2 separate regions of the Hordeum vulgare genome follow, and region 2 is linked to region 1. The links are chromatin contacts, called in public HiChIP or PLAC-seq maps. All regions are on one chromosome and are shown on one strand. Each heading gives the region's core, a stretch centred on a gene start, on an enhancer-like site or on the middle of the called end of the contact. The rest is flanking DNA. Distances are from core to core; before and after follow the strand shown.

Region 1 (4,288 bases), core at 885-3,384:
GCGAGAGATGCATTAAACTTGATAGATACGTCAAGGGTTCAAATAGTTAATGTAAGTAGCCTCCCCAAAACGAGAACACTATAGCAAGCCAAAAAAAAAGTCAGTAATCAATACAAGTAATAACGGTCGGAAAAGAAAACGACATTTACGTGCATGAGAAACATCAATGCCGGCATGCACACGTACGTGTACGTAGAATTCAGTTAGCTGTATTGCATACTAGTTTATCAACAGATCCTAGCTAACACCAGGAAAGATATAATATGAAACCAAACAATCTCTTAATTTTCTTGAACAAAAAACATTGAATAGTATTAGTCCCTGCAAGGGCAATACAAGTTGATCATATTATCAACGTATTCTCAAATTCGGCACCCTAATAATCTAAAAGATATGTATACCTGCTTACATGCTAGATGTCAAGAAAAACATCAAGGACTTGGAAACTTAAAAAAAAATACTGTATAAATCAATACTATTGCTCCCTGGAAGAGCAATATAGGTAGGAAGGTTGATCACATACAGTTGGGTGCCTCCCATGCCTTACTGTTTTCTATGCTTCTAGCTCTGATCATACTAACAAAGTGCCACAATATTGATTTGATAACTACTGAACTCTTGATAGTTACATGTAGTTATCCACACTACTCCAGCTAAAATTCTGCCATTATTTGACAAGCTATCAGGGGATCTCACAGAGAAATTGGTTACTTTTAATCCTGTAACCAAACACTGCATAAGCTAATCCCCTGCCGGTTTCTTACAAAAAAAGAACAAAACAAGAACATGTGTCAGATGGACAAACAGTGAGATCAAAGTAGAAGACAAAAATTCAGTGCAGCATCACTACAACGACATTTCCATAATGTACTTCTTACTTCCAAGGAAATGCCAATACCCTGTTCATTATGCAAGGCAGACAAAGAAAACGAATGATTAACTTATGATTGCAATGTCTGTGCTAGTGGCATTGGCCAGTTGCTGAATTCTTGTTGCAAAAGTAACAAAGGATTCATTGTAGAACAAGTGAGCAACTGAAAGGATCACACGGCATCTTAATACCAAGCAAGATCTAAGTTGGTAGAAACTGAGACGGTTATGCATTTAGGAGAGATGGGTGCGAGATCAAGAAAGGGTTCGACCTTGGCTTTGGAGATGACCTTGACAGCTAGGACTTGACCTCTCATGTCCCCCTTGCGGGCACGCGCGAGACAGGTGTGGCCGAAGTGGCCGCGACCCACCTCCTTTCCCAGCTCGTACATGACCGCGAAGTGGCAGTCGTAGCCGAAGCTCTTGTCGAGCTCCTCCTCTCCTCCACCGCCGCCGCCGGCCCCGTTTTCGGGGATCGGGACCTCCTGCGGCGGCTTAGCGGGCGGCGCCTGCGCAGAGGTGGCAGCCGGGGAGCGGTGGCCGAGGCGGCGCGCCAGCGACGCCTTGATGTGCTTGGCCGGGGACGGCGGAGGGAACGGGCGGCGGAAGAAGCGCCTGGGCGTGGACGCGGACGTGGCCGGGGACGGCGCGATGCCCTCGGGGAGCGGGCTGGCCGCCCAGGGGCTCCCCGCCGCGGCCGCCGCCGAAGCCGAAGTCCTGGCCGGCGTCACCCCCGCCCTGCTGCGCGGCGTCCCCGCCGGCGACGGCCTGCTGCTGCGCCTCCCTCCCGCGGCCATCTCCCCGGCGGGCTCCTCCTGGACGGCAGACGCCGAGACCGAGATGGTGGTCGTCCCTCGGGCAGCACCACCCTCGCCCGCATCCGCGCCGTCCGCGTGTATGTTCTTGGCGTAGCACTGCCCCATGGCTCCCCCGGCGCCGATCACCGGAGGCGCGGCGGCGAACACGGAAACGGCAGGAATGCGGCGGGGTTTGGGGCGGGTCGAAGGGGAGCGAGCGGGGGGCGGAGGGGTTGGGATTTATAGGACGGGGACGGGATGGAGGAGCGAGCCAAAAATCAAGTATTAATGCGGGGAGAAGAGATGAGACAAGAAATGGTAATGCGCGTGATGAATTGCTGGCTGGCTGGCTGGCTGAGCAGGAGAGGTAACGTACGCGCCTGCCTTGCTGGCTGGCCGCGGGCGCGGCGGTGAACGGAGGAGGAGACGCGACGCGAGGGGGAGGGGGAGGGGGAGGAGAGGAGGACTGACTGAGGAGGCAGTCCAGTCAGGGAGGCGAGGGACTGACTGAGCAGATGGTTCCTCTGACAAGCGGGTCCGTTGGAGTGTATGGGCCAGGCCCGCAAGCCAGACGTACGTTTTGTTGGTTGTTTCTGTTTCCCTTCCTTTTTCGTATTTTTAGGGTTTTATTATACTACCATATACACTACTGTATTTTGTATTGTTTTAATGGTACATTAATACGGAGTAATATAATAAGGACCGCAACAGCTGGCGAACGTCCGCTTGGAGAGGGTTGGCATTTGCAAACGTTTTAGCTGTCAACTTTTAAGGCCTTCTTTCATTTATAGGCTAGGAAAATCATAGGAATAAGAAGATCATAGGAAATACTTCCTTCATTTTTAAATATAAGTCTTTCTAGAGGTTCCATCAAGGGACTACATACGGATGTAGATAGACATATTTTAAAGTGTAGATTCATTCATTTTGCTTCATATGTAGTCTTTTACTGAAATTTCTTAGAAGACTCATACTCCCTCCGTCCCAAAATTCTTGTCTTATATCTGTTTAGATATGAATGTATCTAGTCATGTTTTAGTATTTTGATACATTTAATTTTAGAAAACCTAAGACAAAAAATTTAAGACGGAGGGAGTATTTAGTAACGGATGGAGTAAGATGGTATGGATCTCAAATTCTGTGACTAGGAATAGGAAAGGAGATGCTCTTTGATTCACATCATACGATTTTCTTTTTCTATTGAATTTATACTAATATTTATTTTCCTATGATGTGGGGAGGATAGGAAGAATTCCTCCATGGGGATAGGTTTCTATTTCTACAAATCAAAGGGCTCTAAAGGATTATTATTTTTTTACAAAAATTCTATCCTATGAAATTCCTACATAATTCCTCCAAACAAAAGGAGGTCTAACTGAAAGGACGTGGATGTCGCTTAGAGGGGGTGAATAAGCGCTTTAAAATAATTATGATTTAAGTTTAAACAAATGTGAAATAAAATTAACATTTAATTTATCAATAACAAAATCTAAAACAGTTAGGCTAACCTATGTGCACCAACAATTTATGTTAAGCAAGATAAACAACTAAGTGATAGCAAGATATATAACAAGAAAACAATATGGCTATCACAAAGTAAAGTGCATAAGTAAAGGGCTCGGGTAAGAGATAATCGAGGCACGCAGAGACGACGATGTATCCCGAAGTTCACACCCTTGCGGATGCTAATCTCCATTTGAAGCGGTGTGAAGGAACAATGTCCCCAAGAAGCCACTAGGGCCACCGTAATCTCCTCATACCCTCGCACAATGCAAGATGTCCTGATTCCAATAAGGAACACTTGAGGGCGGTCACCGAACCCGTACAAATGGCAACCCTTGGGGCGGTCACCGAACCCGTACATTTTGGCAACCCTTGGGGACCGTCACCGGTACCCGTACAAATTGCTCAGGGCGATCTTCACAACCTAACTGAAGACCCCGGCACTTGCCCGGAGCTTTACACCATAATGATTGAGCTCCAAGGCACCACCAAGCTTAGTACCCAAAAAGAACAAGCTCTAGGGTACCAAGCACCCAATAGTAATACGCTTCTCAAACTTCATTTCCACATATCACCGTGGAGAACTCAAACCTGATGCAGCTAATGCAATGGTAAGAACACACGAAGTGGTCAAGTCCTTCACACTTAAATCCCTCCACAACAACAAAAACTATGGAGGGATATGAGAGGAAGTACAAGAAGCTCACAAAGAACTCCAAGATCTAGATCCAAGGGGTTCCTCTCACATGAAGGAGAAAGTGATTGGTGAAAACATTGATCTATATATCTCTCTTTTCCCTCAAGAACTACCAAGAAACATTGGAGGGATTGAGAGTTAGTAAGCTCGAAGAAGGTCAACAATGGGGGGCAAACACGAGCTCAAAGGATGGGGTTCAATGGGGAAGAAGAACCCCTTTTATATGAAGATAAAAATCAAATGGTTACCCGCTCGGCCCGCACACAAGCGGTACTATCGCTCGAGAAAGCGGTACTACCTGGGGAGTGATGACCCACAAGTGTTGGAGATCTATCGTAGTCCTTTCGATAAGTAAGAGTGTCGAACCCAACGAGGAGCAGAAGGATCTAACAAGTGGTTTCCAGCAAGGTATTCTCTACAG
Region 2 (4,426 bases), core at 283-2,782, 230 kb before region 1:
TTGGCTCTTAAAAGATAGATTGATATTTACAGTGTTTGAGGGCACTTCCCAGCTGATATGGTTACTTAGATACATAAAAATGTCAAAAGTCAAGCTTCATATTGCTTGTCCGGTGAAGGCTTCCAATTTGACATGTTTTTGCGTGTTCTGTGATCTTTACCATGTATGGCATATCTCGATCATGAGTGTCGTGTGTAACTTGCACATCAGCAGTTTTACTAGGGTGAGAACTTGCAGCAACCGACTTAAAAATTGAATTAATCTGAACAATGTTTGGTGGCGCTTTTATCTTTATTGTGCTGAATTATGATCTCACAATTAGCTATATTGGATAAGTTGGAGATAGGAAAAATCTGCATCACAATTAGAACTCATACAATATAATTTGCATCACAATCACGATAATTGACATGTACAAGATAAAAATTCTTCATAGGTCACAAGCATCACAAATCACCCAACCAAAACAAGTAAACAACGAAAAGTTGATGTATAAACTCAACAATGATACAATATGGTGATTGGGATCAGTAGACGCATGGTGTCATGTATTGATGTTTAAACCTTGGGTTCTTGGCTAGTTTTTGTTGGTTGGATATAAAAGATTTGGCAAGTGAACAAGGTTTCATTGCGCCGTCGTCATATGAAAAGGATCAACAACAACGTTGGCGGCTAATTTCTACATACCAAACGTCGTGTAGGGTAATCACATGAAAACGCAAGGCCCAACCATAAGATTAGAGCCAATCATCTAACCTGGCCGCTAGTGGGCTTCACACGAGTCTTTTTCTTTTCTAAAATTAACCTTGCGATAGGGGGGGTATGTATAAACCTGCGGAATACGTGTGTTCGTATCGCTAATTTTGTAGCGTTGCTCGATCGTTTGAGGGGTCAGCCCCTGCTCGCCCCCTTGTCTCCGTCACTACTTGTGTGGTAAGACAAGAATTTTAGGACAGAGGTAGCATTATTTAATTTGATTTAGTTGAGGATTAGTAAAAAAGTTATTGATTTCGGTATGAGCAGAGGAAGGCAATGAATGTTTGATATAGTTGAAATTTCGGTATGAACAAAAAAAATATTTAAGGTTTGAAAAAACTAAAATTTCTTCATGAATTATAAGTATGTGTACCTTTTTCAAATTTGCGAACAATTATCAATTCATGAACATTTTTTGAATTCAACAACATTTTTTAAATCATGAACATTATGTTGTATTCAATATATTTTAAAAATATTTTAATATTCTAAATAAAAAATAAAATGATTTTTTTCGGTTTTATAAATTTTACAAATTTAGCAAAGCCGACCGAAATTGAAGAGGAAAAACGGCATGGCGCGCTGGGCCAGGCCCATGTAGCGAGCGACGCGAACGCTGCTGTACTCGTGAGCGACACGGTGGTCTGGGGTCGCGGCCGTGATACATAACAGCGCCCACATATATATATATATATGTGGGTGCTGGGCCTGTTCGTCTCGACACCGGCATCCGCCCGTCGGCACCGATTCTTGAAAACCGGTGGTAGCCTAAACAATGGAGATCGGCGGCGGCGGCGTGGGGCGGATGAAAAGGGAGGGTGAGATGGCGACGGAAGTGAGGGGGCAGGGAAGCACGCTCATGTTAACACTGAACCAGGAGGTGGAGGTGCGTGCTGCCGCGAAGCTCACCAAGGAAAGTATCAGCCAGCAGATCCAAGTCCTGGAGAAGAACATGACTAAGATGGGACGTCGCGGGTCCGCAGGTCACAAGGATCTGCTGCAGTTGCAAGATGATATGATGGAGGTGTCGCGAAGGATCTTAAGTCGGGTCGATTCTTTGCTCCGGTGGAGCTGCTTCCGCGCGATCCAGCCCCCGACGATTAGCGATGAGACCGAGATGGGCATCCCGGCGACGACCCAGCGCCGGACTGGCGATGATGATGGAGAGACACATACGGTGCCGAGGATCCGCGGCGAAGGCGGATCAGTGCAGGTCAGTGCGCAGCGTTTCGAGGAGCTGCTGGTTACTATCTTCATATCCATGGCCAGAAACATGTCTGCGGCGGCGCCGGGGTCCGGCTTAAAATTGAACTCGCTCTTGTCGCCGATCGATGAGCTGTGGGATGACATGCGCCAACTGGTCTCAACAGAGACGAAATTTCTAGCGACGTGCGTGTTTACTCGTGAGCCCTTGGCACACTGTATCTCCACATTGCAGTTGATCTCGGCAGTTTTCGACTGGCTCTCTGGATGGGTACCGGCTTTCACTATGAAATTGCTATCCATACGCGAAGATGAGGACATGGAGTGGGATGAGGATGAGGATGAGGATAAGAAGATGCAGATGATTGAGGAGAGCAACTTCGCTAACTACATTAGTCGCTGGGAACGCACATGCAGTAACGGCTGCAGCTTCGAAGACACGAGTGAGTAAACATGTATGGATATGTGCGTGCTTATGCATATACTCCCTTCATTCCTAAATAATTATAGTTGGAGAGAACTAGTCTAGTTCTTTCCAACTAAAATACAATTATTTATGTATAGAGGAAGTATTAATTTGTCTGCTTGAACGGGTTATTTAGTTAGTTCATGTTTGATTAACACATACAGTATTTAACTCGGGGGTCTGCATGCAGCATTGTTGAGCTCCATGCTCTTTACACACTACATACCAGGCCACGCCCCATTGGATGCTGGCTGCCAGCGGACCATGCAGATCTACTCCATGAAAGTTGCAAAATTAGAAGGCCACAGCTGGCCACTGAAGGTGTATGGTGTGGTCGCCGCCCGAGATGTCGTGGACAATCGTCGTAACATTCTCTTCTTTCGCTCTAGGGATGACTACCAACTCCTCACAGAACATGTAAGCGCGGGTTGTTTCCTTTTCTTCGTCTTTTTTTTTTCTTATTGTCTGCATCCTTGTTGATGAGTTAATGTTGAATGATGATGTTTTCAGGATCCTTTTTTGCACTTGACTGGCCCATCTCGAGCAATAATCTCTACGGACACTGTCAAGATTGAGATCCAACTAAAATTAAAGGGTACAACAAAGTCTGAAGATAGAGCATTGATCAGTAAAGCCTTCTCTTATAATGGTGATGTTGGTGATACTTTTTCTACGCGTCACCTCAGTGGCCACTTTTGCACAATAGAGTTGTGCTGTGAGCATCTTGAACGCTCCCTCCAAGCCACTATCCTTAGTATCCGTGTTCTAGAGGGCTCAATGCCTTGTGAAAATGGCATCCGAGTTGTTTGCTCCTCACTGCCTTCTGAGAGCCCATCTGAGCATGTATTGTTGTTTGCTTCAAAAGCTGGAACAAATCCCGTGGGTGAAGGGGGCTATCTAGATCTGTCAAGGCAAGTTATTTCGGTAAAAAGACAAGGAAGGCTGGAAATTCTCGTGGAGATCTTGGAACAATCTGGCTGCACAAGTCATTGCTTTGTCTTCACACCGGAATCCAGCAACGTAAGTCAAAAAGAATTTAACCTTGGTGACTGTAAATTGGAGATTACTGTTGCTTGGTCCCTCCTTATTGGTGACCAACGGTATATCTTGATGATGGGGTATATAGAGCCTTACTCACCAATTCCGCATATCCCTTTAATGGAGCTTGGAGAATGAACTTTGTTTCTTAACTATGGTCATGTTGGCTGTCAATGTGCCTGGTATTCAGTGTTGCGTAGCTGTAGCAAGTGCCTATTTTGGTCTTCAGCTACTTAACTGTAATTTGTATGAAAATTCAAAAGAAAAAACTCTAATTTGTATGCTGGCACTCCTGGCTTACTCGTGGAGCATCTTATTTCTGGATTGTATGCCGATTTGCCTAATGCCCTGATTATGAGTCCTTAATTTGCACTGCATATTTAGGAACGGAGGGAGTACATGTTGATGTGATCGAACTTGCCCTCATTCAAATGTAGCCTTTGTGGATTTAGTTTCCTAACCTCAAAGTGTCGGTCCACAGGGACATACAGGTATTAGATCGTCATCCAGATACACATATACGGATGAAAATCTTTAGAACATGCTTAAATTAGTATCAGATGAGCATGTGAGATCACTTTTTTTTTGCCCCAATCTCTTCCAAAGAATGATAGCATAGAGAGCACCAGCGGATCGAAACTTAGCACTTAATATGGTATGTTTACTAAAAAAAATCTAAATGTCTACAAGACCACATGCAAGTCGACAACCCAGCCAAGCCATGTAACGAACCCAGCTCTCCTTTCACAAAGTATATGGATACATGATACAAATCTCACTGGAGAAAGGATGAGATAGAGTTTAGGATGGGAGGAGCATAGAATTTGGGGTAGATATCAGCAGCAAGGACAGGGAGGAGCTCGCCTGGCCACGAGGGATGGAGGAGGCAGACGAGGAAGAAGGCATCAGCCTGTTCTGTTTGAAAACAGGCTTGCCCTCAAGTCCGTCGATGAGAATAGCAAC

Evidence for each region. HiChIP or PLAC-seq counts read pairs in DNA pulled down with a chosen protein or histone mark.
Region 2: an H3K4me3 HiChIP or PLAC-seq map of embryo shows a contact between it and region 1, with 3 times the contacts expected there. The contact joins the promoter of LOC123398988 here to the promoter of LOC123434352 in region 1. A contact is called at or near these places in 1 of 6 Hi-C or Micro-C datasets (seedling) and 1 of 1 datasets of contacts at active chromatin or transcription factors (embryo).

The regions. Positions count from the first base shown.
Region 1 is chr1H:331,849,853-331,854,140 of MorexV3_pseudomolecules_assembly, reverse strand. It overlaps LOC123434352 (CDPK-related kinase 3-like), which reads right to left and starts at 2,134. Exons shown (of 11, transcript XM_045115508.1): 1 at 1,143-2,134. The coding sequence starts at 1,793.
Region 2 is chr1H:332,082,414-332,086,839 of MorexV3_pseudomolecules_assembly, reverse strand. LOC123398988 reads left to right here and starts at 1,532. Exons shown (of 3, transcript XM_045093429.1): 1 at 1,532-2,402; 2 at 2,616-2,842; 3 at 2,936-3,753. The coding sequence starts at 1,532. The coding sequence ends at 3,601.